3 separate regions of the Mus musculus genome follow, and regions 2 and 3 are each linked to region 1. Evidence: chromatin contacts called from public promoter capture Hi-C data. All regions are on one chromosome and are shown on one strand. Each heading gives the region's core, a stretch centred on a gene start, on an enhancer-like site or on the middle of the called end of the contact. The rest is flanking DNA. Distances are from core to core; before and after follow the strand shown. Region 1 has its middle 6.4 kb from the start of Gm30456. Region 2 holds the start of Rab5b (RAB5B, member RAS oncogene family). Region 3 holds the start of Bloc1s1 (biogenesis of lysosomal organelles complex-1, subunit 1).

The links. Promoter capture Hi-C pulls out the DNA fragments that hold promoters and counts their contacts.
Region 2: a contact with region 1 is called in a promoter capture Hi-C map of liver, with 6 times the contacts expected there. The contact joins the promoter of Rab5b here to the enhancer-like site in region 1. A contact is called at or near these places in 3 of 39 promoter capture datasets (embryonic stem cells, hippocampal neurons and liver), 1 of 484 Hi-C or Micro-C datasets (LSK cells) and 2 of 9 other capture datasets (adipose tissue and liver).
Region 3: a promoter capture Hi-C map of liver shows a contact between it and region 1, with 6 times the contacts expected there. The contact joins the promoter of Bloc1s1 here to the enhancer-like site in region 1. A contact is called at or near these places in 3 of 39 promoter capture datasets (the 3T3-L1 cell line and liver), 1 of 484 Hi-C or Micro-C datasets (B cells), 2 of 115 datasets of contacts at active chromatin or transcription factors (astrocytes and fibro-adipogenic progenitors) and 1 of 9 other capture datasets (liver).

What each region holds. Positions count from the first base shown.
Region 1 is chr10:126,926,656-126,930,966 of GRCm38.p6, reverse strand. No RefSeq gene overlaps it. Among named protein-coding and RNA genes, the nearest start is that of Gm30456, 6.4 kb to the left of the region's middle. Within about 2 kb of position 2,181, at least 236 of the 459 cell types and tissues checked have an H3K27ac peak or open chromatin away from gene starts, as enhancers often do. A contact at or near this core is called in adipose tissue, astrocytes, embryonic stem cells and 3 more, where this site is marked.
Region 2 is chr10:128,693,993-128,698,528 of GRCm38.p6, reverse strand. Rab5b (RAB5B, member RAS oncogene family) reads left to right here and starts at 2,261. Exons shown (of 6, transcript NM_177411.4): 1 at 2,261-2,343. Cdk2 (cyclin-dependent kinase 2) reads left to right here. Exons shown (of 8, transcript NM_183417.3): 8 at 1-590. It also overlaps a transcript of Pmel not described here.
Region 3 is chr10:128,921,730-128,925,698 of GRCm38.p6, reverse strand. It overlaps Bloc1s1 (biogenesis of lysosomal organelles complex-1, subunit 1), which reads left to right and starts at 2,175. Exons shown (of 4, transcript NM_015740.3): 1 at 2,175-2,324; 2 at 2,973-3,045. The coding sequence starts at 2,264.

The DNA.
Region 1 (4,311 bases), core at 932-3,431:
TCCACTTGGAGGCAACTTGGGAAAGAGCAGGGGCCCTTTTAGGGAGAGAGAGGGAAGCAGGCCTGAGATGCCGTGAAAGCCCAATTCTTAGCTTCAGCTTCAGCCCCAGGCCTGATCCACAATCCATTGTCCACTCTGTTACTCACGCTTTCTCAAAGGCTGTTTAGGGGAAATACAGCCTCAGTCTCAGAGCTTTGCTGCTTGGGAGGCTTTGGGGACCCGTTAGTACAGCACCCCCTTTTTACTGGAAGGCTAATTTAAAGCAGTTAGGTTTGGCGGGGCCTGGACTGCTTTTCTCTGCCAAGGCCCCGCGTCCATGGTGAGCAGATCAGACTCGGCAGCCATTGCGTTCCTCGGTGCATTTGAAAAAAGCCTCAGAGATCCCTTTTAAAGGTAGCAGAGCTCGTGGCTTCCTGGGTGTTCTCAGATCAGGCCCTTAATTTGTTTGTTCCTTTAAAATCTTGGCTCGCTGCAGGCTCACAGTCTTCCTCTGAGCACTGTCAGGCTGTGCCTGTGAAGGGCGGAGGGGAGCTTGAAATAGGAGAGATATTTGAATATGGGAAATATTTGAATAGCCCCAAGAATAAGGCAGAGACTGACTGATACGTATAGGAGGGCTCACGGGAGCAGTGGTCAGAATTGTACTTAATGGTGGATGGTGGAGCACCTGCAGTCAGCAAATCTTACAGCAACAGAAGAGACCGGTGGGTGATCCAGGAGGAATCTGTGCAGGGCTAAGGGGGTTCAGCACCCCAGAGATCAGAGGGCAGTTGAGCTGTATGTAAGCTGGGCAAATCCTTGGCTCAGGAAGCTTTGAGAGGAGCAGTCCTGGATGCTGGAAGGCTACACCAGAGAATAGAGAGAGAGGAAGAAGAAGAGGAGGGAGGGAGGGAGAGACAGAGGGTGGGGTGGGGGTGGGGAGAGAACACAAGGTGGGGGGGGGGAGATCCAAGTGGGCCCCAAACTCTCACTTGCTGGCTTTATCATTTGGGGAGGGAATCAGGAGGCTGCCATCTCTGATCTCACTTTCTGGAGAGATCTTTAGGGTACCTCTTATAACCACTGCCCAAACCCTAGGGAGTTAGAGCCTTCTGATAGGATTGGCTCTTGGCAGAAACCATAAGGCACACAGAGCAGGAATGGGGGCAACACCTGCTGGGGGTGGTGGGGTGGGCTGGGAGGGCCTGGGTGGGCTGGCTGCCCAGGGGAGGACAGAAACGTCTTTCTTTGCCTCTTTCTGTGAGGCAGCATCCAGGCTCAGGGAGGGGCTGCCCTTTCATTGGACCCCCACCGTCCAGCTCTGTGCCAAGCACACACACTGGATGAATGGCGTTAGTATTTGAAGGCAAAGTGTGCACATCTAGAACCTTCTGGAATACTGTTACTTACTGTGGTTTTTCTTTGGGTTTTATAGAACAACCCCAAACATTTGCTCACCAGGATGAGTCTGCTTCCCGTGGCAGTCAGGACACCGGGTGCCTTATGAACTCAGCCTAAAGACCCTGCGTGGGGTACAGCAGAGGTGGGAGCGTGGTACAGAAAATTTGCTCAGTTGGCCTCTGGCTGCAGAGGGCAGGCTCCGGCTGACCTAGGCTGGAGTCTGAGGTCATGATCTGTATGTCACCAAGTTGTTCATTAGCATCGCGTTTATTCTGCAGGAGAAGCCACCGATCCTAAAAGTCGTCTATCCCCTGCCAGGGGGAAGTTAAATAGAATAGAGAGGCTGTGGTGCATGTCTGGCCTTGGTTACTTTTCAAAGACCATGGCATCCTTTCTGGGGTCCTTTGGGAGCCGGTCTTTGTGGTTTATGTACTGAGAGATGCCCGTCTTTCCCTCCCTCTCTCTTCTCCCGAGAAAGCCCTCCACTTCTCTTCGGCTTGGTTTTGGATGTGTGTCCTCTCTCCTACTTGCGATTGTGGCCTTGCCCGCCCCTTTCCACGAAGGAGTGACGCCCTTCCTTGTTCTTGGAGCAGTCAGACTGAACTTGCGCGTGGGTGTGGGCTCCACACAGAGACACTGCCTCTCTTTAAGATTTCTCAGGACATCTTTCTTCTTCAGTTTTGTCTGAAAGGGCCACACCAGGGGATTGTTTTGTTTTCTCCCCGAAAGCTGGTGGCCTGGTGGCCCGTTCCCTACCAATCTCAGCTGTGGGAATGGCTTTCATCATGCCCTTTCCCAACCATTTCCCAAAATGCTCTCTCTTCCCCGCCCCCTGCTGGGTGTTTTGGGACACAGAAACCAGTGTGTGGGGCCCGGGTTTTCCTTTTTCTGGGAGAAGTTGCGAACAGCTTCGGTGTCTCAAGCCACACTTTGGCTTGATGGGGGCAGGCCGAGTTGGCTTGGGGACCGAGGTTGTTCTGTGCGACCTCAGTGTCGGGTCGCAGAAGGAGCGGCAGCGCCAGGGGTCTGCGCTCCCTGAGGCTATCTGGGGACCAAACTCCACGGCGCGAGGGGCTGCCGCCGCCCAGGTCCAGCGTCGGAAACAGGGCAGAGCCACCCAGAGGTCCCGGGGCAGCTTTATGCCCAGCGCCCCGCCCGCACCCCACGCCCCTGCAGCCCAGCTCCGGCCGCGCCCCAGCCCTTTGGGACGGGCTCAAAGGCGACGGGCGGGGGCCGGGGAGGAGGCAGCGTTCCTGCAAATCACATGATTTTCCCGCTTATATAAATCACAGCTTGTTTTTCTCAACCGGCTGCAGACTTAAAGGTGCAGTGTCTTCTTTCTCTCCCAAGGGCAGGGGCTCTCCTGGGTGCCTTTGACCAGGGGCAAGCTGGGCAGGAGTGGCCTCAGCTAGGGACTTGTCACACAGTTCAGGGTTTACCCTTGGTCCGTACTTGGGATAGTTCCTTGGGCTGGGGACCAGAGAGAGGCAAGGAAAACGTATCACCAAGTCAGAAACCCTCGCGGGACTGGGGTCTCCTTTCAGAGGTGGGCCAGCAGCCTCTGTGGACAGCAGTGTCTCAGAGCAACCGGCTGAAGCCCCGGGTGCCTGCTTTGGATCCTGAGGGCCTAGGAGAGAACTGGCCTGTGGGAGAATTCTGTTAGCCAGAGTTCTAAAACAGGTGCTTACTATTCTCATCAGCTCTGGCTGTTTGAGGACACTGTATGTGGGAAGAAAAATCAACCATTGCATACATCTAGCATCTATTGTCTACCTCCTAGGCACTGTGGAGAGGGAGAAACAGCCGTTAGACAGCCTTGTGATGAAGCAGGAGTTGGATCAAGCTGCACAGGCAGTTTTAAAGCCCCGTTCCAGGCTAAACAGAAGAGAGTCACAGGCAGTGCGTAATTACCTGGGGATGAATAGTTTGGATAATGAGTCCTGCAGGCTTTGGGAGGAGGGCTCCTCTGGGGGCCTTGGCTGCAGGTGGACTTGAACTGGAGGCAGGGTGGGGGGTCAGCCTGCTAGGTGTCTCAGTGGGAGGGAGGACGGAGTGTGGTGCTGGTGGGGGAGGGATGAACAGAGTGGGCGATCATTTTGGAAAACTGAGGTGGTGAAAATTGAGGCTGGAACTCTGCAGGGTGGCCAGTCACTTGAAAGCACCGTGAGTGTGGGCGGAGAATGAACTATGATTCCCTGTGAAGGCAGAGGGAGCAACCCTCTCCCTACACCCCCCCACCCAGCCAAATGAGAATGCAGGTCAACAGTATTTTTGAGGACCAGCAATCCGCAGCAGTGAGTAGGACAAAGGGAGGCCTCTGGGGAGGCGGTTTGGAGGGAAGCCAACAACAGGTCTCCCGTGCTGGGAAGTTAGGAGAAAAAGAACCAACCATAGGAGAGAGGTAGGGGGCTGTTTAGAAGGAAGAATTGAGGTGATTGACTGGTTTAGGAAGGGAGAACGCCTCTAAGTGGTGTTGACTGTTGGTGGGAGGTGGGGATGCCAGGCACTCTTTAGATCGTGTTTGTCAGGACTCTGGGCTCAAACAGGCATGCCCAGGGGCTTGGAAGCCAAGGAAGAGAATCTGCATAGAAGATGGGCACATGCTGGGGGGGGGGGGGAGTTTGGGGGCGGGGCAAACAAGAGGAGAGAGATGGAGGTTGGGGATACCCAGGATGGTAAAGCTGTGGGTCCCGAGTCTTTGCAGGTAGGCCAGGAGGCCAGCAGAGCCGCTATCTGCCAGGCTGTTTCTTCTCTTTGAACCAGAGTGATCTCATTTGGAGAACGAGGCTTAGGTGGAATGCCTGATTCGTAGCAGGCTTCCTTCTGTCCAGTACAGCCAGGTTTTGGAAACAAGTGTCCTCTCCTTTCACATTGTCCTTATCATCCAGAGCCTCTCCTTTTTAAAAAATGTTAACATTTGGGGGCTGGAGA
Region 2 (4,536 bases), core at 1,012-3,511, 1.8 Mb before region 1:
AGGGCACAGGGCTTGCACGTCACTCTGGTCTGTTCATCGTGGTTCACAGGGCAAGGTGAAAGACACTTGAATTTCTCTTTTTAGCAATCTTACTGTTTTCTGGTGCTGACTGCTACACCCAGGACTTTGCCCTCACTAAGCAAATGTACCACCAATGAGCCAGGTTCCTAGCCTTCCTTTTGGAAGCTCAGTTCTTGAGTTGTCAGAGGGCCTCATTGCCGTCCTCCTCTGAGAGCAGTGATGCAGGCCAGGAGACATCATTTGAGAATGCTGATGCTTTTGTAAGGCTTTGACCTGGTTAGGTCATTGGGGGAAATTTTCTATAAAAGAGTGAACAATTATATTTATATTTCAAGTTAAAGTAGTTTGGATACTTTAGTGGTTTTGTTGTTGTTTCTTCTTTTTCCTTTTTTTTTTTTTTTTGTCAGTGTGGATGGATTTGTTGCCATGTGCACTTTGGGATTTTGTAATTGTTAAAAGAAAATATTTCTTTTATGATTTTCTTCTCCCACTCCCTGTCCTCCAGTGTTCTGTTAATATTATTTGTAATTTAGTTTGTAAATTCATTAAAAGAAAATATTCTCAGCTGTAGAGTGAATCTCTTTCATATTTATCCTTCATTTATTTTTTTACTGAAAAAATGGTGTGGGTGATATTCTGAATGTGAATAAGCAGTATGTGTCCACCTAATCTCTGTACATGCAGGCCCTCCTGCCATGCTCTTTAGTGGGGTGTTTGTAAGGATGGAGAAACTGAAGAGCTTCCTTCCAACTTTCCCCTACTCACACAGGCACACCAATACAGAACACTGTTTCAATTCCTTCTTTTAGCAGCAACTTGAGTGGGCTTCAGGGGCCTTTGTCTCAACCCTCCATTTCCCAGGAAGTGTTCACCATTTTGTGTAGAGTTTTGTTTGTTTGGTCTGGTTTTGAAATTGTGTGTGCATGTGAGCCACAAGTGCCCGCAGAGGCCAGAAGAGGGCATATCATCTCTCCTAGAGTTACAGGCAGCTGTGAGCAGTGGTACTGGGAACAGGCCTTGGGTCTTCTACCGGAAGTGTATGCTTCTCTAGCTTGCCTCTAGGCCCTAGGTTCAATCCTCAGTACCGAAAAAAAAAAAAAATCCTCAGCAAAGTTGTCTAAATGTTTTTTCACATTTACAAACAATTCAGAAAATATCAATGTGAAAATATTTAGGAGGCTAAAGTGTCTTCAGACTACCACTTTCTGTTGTCATGGCAATTCACCCCAAAACTACTGTTCTCTAGTGCGCCACTAAAAAGAATTTACAAGATAAAAGTTGTTTAATTTCCTGGTTTTGGGTCTTTACTTTTTTTTTTTTTTTTTTTTTTTTTTTTTTTTTTTGGTTTTTCGAGACAGGGTTTCTCTGTGTAGCCCTGGCTGTCTTGGAACTCACTTTGTAGACCAGACTGGCCAGACTCAGAAATCCGCCTTGCCTCTGCCTTCCCAGTGCTGGGATTAAAGGCGTGCACCACCATGCCCAGCAGGGTCTTTACTTTCTTAATTTGACACAGAAAGCAGGGCACGGGGAGAAGAGAAGGTTAATGCTGGTATCATTGTTTTTTGTTTTTGTTTTTTTGGGGGGGGGACATCGTTGTGTAGCTTGGAACTCATGGAGATCCTCCCGATTGCTAGGATTAAACATGTGGGCCACCAAGCCCAGTTTACTCCCCTCCCCATCCCCCTTATACTGAGGTCTTGTTAAACTGAGTATCCCGGGTTAGCCTCAAACTCAGAACTGCCTCCACCCCAATCCACTGTGCTGAGATTGGGAGTGCCACACCACACCCGACCAAAAGCCTTCTTCACTTCTTCACTAGCCTTGCCTGCCTGTCAAATTCGGAAATTTCCCAATACTGGTTAAAATTTCCTTTTGACCCGCCTTCTTCACTCACCTGATTAGATGTTTACGAGTCGAGAGGCGGGGGAGGGGTGTCACGGGTGTTGAGGTTCTATTGGCTGACGCACATGCCTGTCAGTGATGCACTGCCCCCTTTCCCAGGAGCTCTCTCTTTAATGGCTACTTATCCCGTCAATCTTCAAGGCTTCTCGTGTAGGTATTGGCTTGCGGCCTCGCCAATCCAGTCTCTCACTTGTGCTAGTTGGTGATAGTCCCTCAGAGCCCGCCTTTCTCCAGAAGATTGGCGGGCGGACGCTCACATAGCCCACCCACCACGGTAGGCGGGTGATCTTGCGATTGGCTGGAGCCGCCCCGGCGAGGAGGAGGAGGAGGAGGAGGCGAAGGGGGTAGGAGTTTGGTTGAGCTGCAGCTGTTTGTCTGTTCCACACAGGCTTGGGCCCGACGGGGGATACGGAGCCCCAGGTACCGAGCTGATGGAGCCCACAAGGGCAGAGGCGGAGGTCCCGAGAGGAGCGCCGCCTGGCCTGTGGCAGAGGCGGGGCGGGCCGACGTCAGGGCTCCAGAACCTCCTGGAGAGGGCCGAAGGGGCTGTCCCACAGGCCTAGTGGGCGCTGAGGAGGTGATCGGCAGGGCTGGGAGCCGAGCCTCTAGTTGGGAGGCGGCTGGGTTCTGGCTGTGGTGGCCGCTCGGGGGCCGGGCGCGGGGACCCGGAGCCGGTGAGGACCAGGGCCGGCCTCGGGACTCTGAGCACCGCGGTGAGGAGGGAGGAGCTGGGGTCGGAGACCAGGCAGTGAGGGAGGGGAAGCCAGCCCATTTGGCTGGAGGTGTGGAGGGGACAGTGCTACGCCCAGCCCCGAGGGTAGCCGAGGCTGGGTCTCCCGAGACATCCACTGTTGGGGCTCTTAGCCGAGAGAGGCATTCTTTTCAGGGAAAGTGACTGTTGAAAGGGGAACTAGGGGTACTGGTGTTGCCGAGAGGGATTTGGTCTCACTGAAGTCAATGAAGAATGTAGAAGACCAAAGTGGAAGGAAGTAGAAACGGTTTGCTATTAGTAATGGGAACTTCTGGAATGATGGTGAGGGGAGGCTCAGTATCTTGGAAGTTCCTTACTCTTCTGTTCCTTTAGTGCTTGGGTGTGGTGATTTGAAGTTTTGGGGTACTTCAGGAATAGGGAATGAAGACAAAGGTAAAATTATGTATTATTCCATGGCGCCTGGCAGCTCTACGTCCAGCCCCCCCCCCCCACACACACACACCACTTTAGTTTACCCTGACCTCATAGCTAGTCATGACTGCACTCCTGTTTCCTTTAGGTTTGCTATTGTATTCGTTGTTTTTCCTATTTCATCTACTGTGAGAGAACTAAGAAAATTTGGGAGTGCTTTGCTCAGTCTTTCCCACTTCATAATGTGATCTGTGGTGACTACGCTTATTTAACCTAGATTTGAGGAACTCTGTCATTTGCATGGAAAGGGGCAAAGCAATCCCCAGCCATTAAAAAAAAAAAAAAAAAAAAAAAAGGACCATGTTTATTGAAACTTCTGTGAGACTTGCACTTGAGCATTTCCTAGATAGTTAATGGGACAGACTATTCACGCCAGGAACTGTGAGGTGATATCCCTGAAGGGATTTGGGGAAGAATTGAGAGGTTAGCTACCAGAAGGTTGGCACCATCCTTTCTTCTTTGCCCACTTATTCAGGAACGTGTGTGTGTGTGTGTGTGTGTGTGAGATTAGTTATTTAGGTCAAACCTTGAGGTATTTAGAAAGATGGATTATAGAGAATGAAGAAGTCTTTAAATTATATTATATGTAATAACCTGCATACATATGTGAGCCACAATGTCAGAGGATAACTTGTGGCTGTTTGGTATTCAAACATGGCATGTGTGTGTGTGTGTGTATGTATGCATACATATATACACACACACACACATATAGAGGGAGGGGTTTGCTAACCTGTCAAATTTTTTATAGATTGGACCCTATTGGTTTCTCCCTTAGGGTTCTACCTCCTCTTCCTCCTCCTCTTTCCTTTCTATACTAATGTTAGTGATCACTGAATTTATTTATTTTTTTTACCACATAGTGTCCTGCATATATACCACATGCATGCAGGACCCCTCAGAGGTCAGAAAAGGTACTAGACCCGCTGGACAATTAGGAGCTGCCGTGTTGGTGCTGGAAACTGAACACAGGTCTCTTACAAGAGCACTAAGGGCCGCCAAGCCATCTCCATAACTTGTATCACTACATTTCTTAATTATCAAAGTAACACATACATATATTAAAGTGTTTAAGCTGTACAGAAATATATAAAATCTGAGTCCTTCTATACATAGCTTATTTCATTTAGGACAGTTAGAGGTATTAAATAAGACTAATCAAGAGCAGAATACTATGGAAAGAATGAGACCATCATTTAGTGAGCACATGAAAAAAACCCAAGCAAAGACAGGTTTTTTTCATGTGCTCCTAAATGCTGTTCTCATTCTCTCCACGACATTCTCTTGGATGACACTCTGCTATTTATTGTGTTCCCTTTGCCGTTCATCTTGCCTTCTATCAAATTCAGAACAAACATAGAGCTGTCCTTTGAGTTATCATTTGCCTTCTTCAGTGTATACACATAGTGGTGCACTGGGTAGTCTAGAAA
Region 3 (3,969 bases), core at 926-3,425, 2.0 Mb before region 1:
TCTTACTAAGAAACTTCAAGAAGAATATTCTTTTTGTTTTGTTTTGTTAATTTTTTATTAGATATTTGTTCATTTACATTTCAAATGCTATCCTGAAAGTTCCCTATACCACCCCCCGCCCTGCTCCCCTACCCACCCACTCCCACTTCTTGGCCCTGGTATTCCCCTGTAATGGAGCATATAAAGTTTGCTATACCAAGGGGCCTCTCTTCCCATTGATGGCCGACTAGGCCATCTTCTGCTACATATGCAGCTAGAGACACTAGCTCTGGGGGTACTGGTTAGTTCATATTGTTGTTCTACCTTAGGGTTGCAGACCCCTTCAGCTCCTTGGGTACTTTCTCTAGCTCCTCCGTTGGGGGCCCTGTGTTCCATCCAATAGGTGACTGTGAGCATCCACTTCTGTATTTGCCAGGCACTGCATAGCCTCACAAGAGACAGCTATATCAGGGTCCTGTCAGCAAAATCTTGCTGGCATATGCTATAGTGTCTGGGTTTGGTGGCTGATTATGGGATGGATCCCTGGGTGGGGCAGTCTCTGGATGGTCCATCCTTTCATCTCAGCACCAAACTTTGTCTCTGTAATTCCTTCCATGGTTATTTTGTTCGCTATTCTAAAGAAGAATATTCTAATTTGTTCTGCATCCATTTGCCCTGCTACTGGATCCAAGCTATCAACTTCATCTGCGCCATAACTCAGAAAATGGGTAGCTGGGTAGATGACAAAGCTGTAAACAGTCTCAGACATGAATTAGCCCCACGTCCCTCAGCTTTGGAAGCACTCTGGAATCACCTGATACAGAGATGATAGATAGCTAGATAGCTAGCTAGCTACATACATACATACATACATACATACATACATACATAGATCAATCCTTCAGAAAGTCTATTTAATAAATAAATTTGGGATCAAGTTTCTTTTTAATTGGGAGTAGGAGACAGGGTCTTGCTATGTAGCCCAAGCTAATCTAGAACTCCCCATTCTTCCACCTCAGCCCCCTGACAGGTTTGCATCAGTATACCATACATGACAGTATTATTTACAAACTCTTCAATGCGGTTCTACTCTTTAGCCAGAGCTAAACATTAGTCTAATCACCTTAGTTTATTAACAATCAAACTAAAGCTCAGAATGGGTAAGAAAATTGACCAAAGTTTGGCCAGCATGTCTCCACATTCGTTTTTTTGTGGTCTGTGTGTTTCTGCTTTGAGACAAGGTCTCTCTACATATTGCTAGCTGCCCCAAAGTTTGTTCTGTAGACCAGGATGGCCTCAAATACACAGACATCCTCCTGCTTCTGCCTCAGGCCTGCTAGAATCAAAGTTGTGGGACACATGGTATGTCTGCACACTTGTAATGCACCCCTTAGCTCCGGTTACTTGTAGCGCTGGTGGATTCCTGGCCACCATGAAAAGCACAAGGAGCCTAGGGGACAGAGAGAGAGAGAGAGAGAGAGAGAGAGAGAGAGAAACAACAGCAATAAATTGATGGTGTTTATAATTTTTCTAGTTGGAATTAGTCCTGGAAGCATTCCTCCTTAGTCGGAGAAGCACTGTATAATTTACCTTTCACTTTGGCAGTAGCACTTACGCTTCTGCCACGACTAAAATGGGTTCGCATTCCCTGACCACAAAAGGACAGAGATAGATCTGCGCATTCACCACTCACTGCCCGCAACATTAGCAAAGCTCCCTAGAAGGCTGCTTGAGGTGCCTAAAATGCTGCTCTACAGTGATCACCCAGAGCTGAGAGAACCTCGGTGGAGAGGTGAGAAGACAAGAGGGCTGGGAAATAAGAGAAAGCATTCTCTTCTAGGGAGAGGAAGCTGGGAATCCACTGAGAATCGGCCGGCATTGCCAGGAGGTAAGGTGAGGGAAGGAGAAGAATTTCAATGAGTTCAGAGAGCTTCTGCTACCCTAGTAACAGAAGTGTAGTGGACAGCATCAGGACACCAATCCTCTCAAAACCCGACAGCCAGAGCATGTGAAAACTGACTCTTCAGCATGACTAAATGCGAAAAGTGTTCCTGACTCCAGAAACTGAGCCTCATTAGCGAACAGCTCACCCACCAAGCAACCAACCCTCCACTTCGCTCCTTTAGCTCCTCAATACCAACCACCAGATGCCAAAAGCAGAGGGAGGCTCTTGCGTCACGTGATACTGCGATCACGTGACGCCTTCCGGGTGAGCCAAGGCATAGTCCAGTTCCTGCAGCCTTAGGGAGGGGTCCGCCGTGCCCACACCCAGCCAGACTCGACCATGCTGTCCCGCCTGCTCAAAGAACACCAAGCCAAGCAGAACGAACGCAAGGAGCTGCAGGGTGAGCTCAGCGTCCGGTCGGTCGGCAGCTCCCGGCCGCGGCCTAGCTTCTTCCAGAGGCCTGGACCTCGGGTAACCTCCCAGATCAAGGAGAGGGCGCCGGCTAGCGGGCGACCCGAGTGCCGGGCAGGGAATTGGGGGCGGCACTTCTGGAAACTCCGTCCCCTTGCCAACCAGCCCTGGTCCCCTTGGCACCACTCGGGTCCCTGCGCCACCTCCCTCAATCCCGCCCAGGCGGCGCCTGAGTCCCGCCCCTGGAGCGCGAAACGCGTTGCCAATTGGCCCAGCCAGCTTCTCACCCCGGAAGTGGGAGGAATTGGGGACTGCCCAGTCTGCCACACAGCTAAGGCACAACTTTCCCCAGGCCTAGACTGGGAATCCTGGAGTTGCCAATCCATTGCCCAAAGTAGTGGAAAAAGGATGTCTAGGAAGAGTCCTGGGCGTACCTGATGGAGTGTCCATTCCCTTCTCAGGGCCCCAGTTTCTTTGCCTCCAAAATAAAGGGGTTTGTTTTGTTTATGTATGGAAGGTTCTTTTTAAGAGGTCTGGCATTAGTTGGCAGTTTCTAGAACAGTAATAAGTGCGTGAGGACCCATTAGCACCATCTTTCAAATACGAAGTCTGCTCCAACCCCTTTCCCCTTCCCCAGAGAAGAGGAGGAGAGAAGCTATCGCTGCAGCGACCTGCCTGACCGAAGCGTTGGTGGATCACCTCAACGTGGGGTATGAACCTCTTCCCTCAACTCCGGTTTCCTCCATCCACCCTGGTTACACAGCATCTGGGCCAGCTTTCAGAAGGACCCGGTGCTCCAGTAACTCCTCTGATCTGTCCCCTCCCCCTAATGTAACTTTGTGGAGACTTGAGTCAGCTTTCACTCTCTAACGCTGATGGGGGCGACAGCTGCAGTGGTTGGGAAAACAGAATTCCCCTCCCCACACTAACTTCCCTGGCACAACTTGATGCCATCTGGCCAACTCGACTAACCCTTATATGTCCAGCTGTCACTTGGGTGGGAGGGAAGGACAACCTCTTCCACCACGTACCCTCTTTCCTTCCTCACCTCCTACTCTCTGGAAAGCCTGCGAAACAAATGGCAGGAACAGGATGGCACAGCTGGTAGAAGTAAGGAAGAGCCTAAGCCAAGAGCTGTGACAAAACCAGGCTGTCTCTTCCTTTCCTTCTGGGTCTCCAGGGACCCTTCCCCCAACCTTAACCCTCAATGAGAAGACCAGTGGTATCCAAAGACTTGGAAAGATTCCCTGGCCCTGCATGACTCATAAGAGTGCAGAGATGGTGATCTGATTGTCTATGGGAAGAAAGGAGGCACATACTATGCCTTCCGCCCAGGGCGAGTGACAGGCTTGGTTGCAAATCCAGAGACTGATTCATCCAAGGGAGTCATGCAGGGTTAGGGTCATCAACCATTACTCATCTTGAGGGGAGATTAGGGGGAAGAATGGCTGTGGTTGGGGGCTCTGGTCTCCTTTGTCTCCAGACAGCTCTCTCCTCCTCTTCTCTGGTGTTCCCACACTGGCACATCCTTTGCTACATTTGTGACGCTGGCCAGACTTCTTTCTGTTTACTTGCTAGACGCCACCCCACATTCGAAGCTTAGAGGGCACCTAAGCCAAATCCTGATTAGAAAG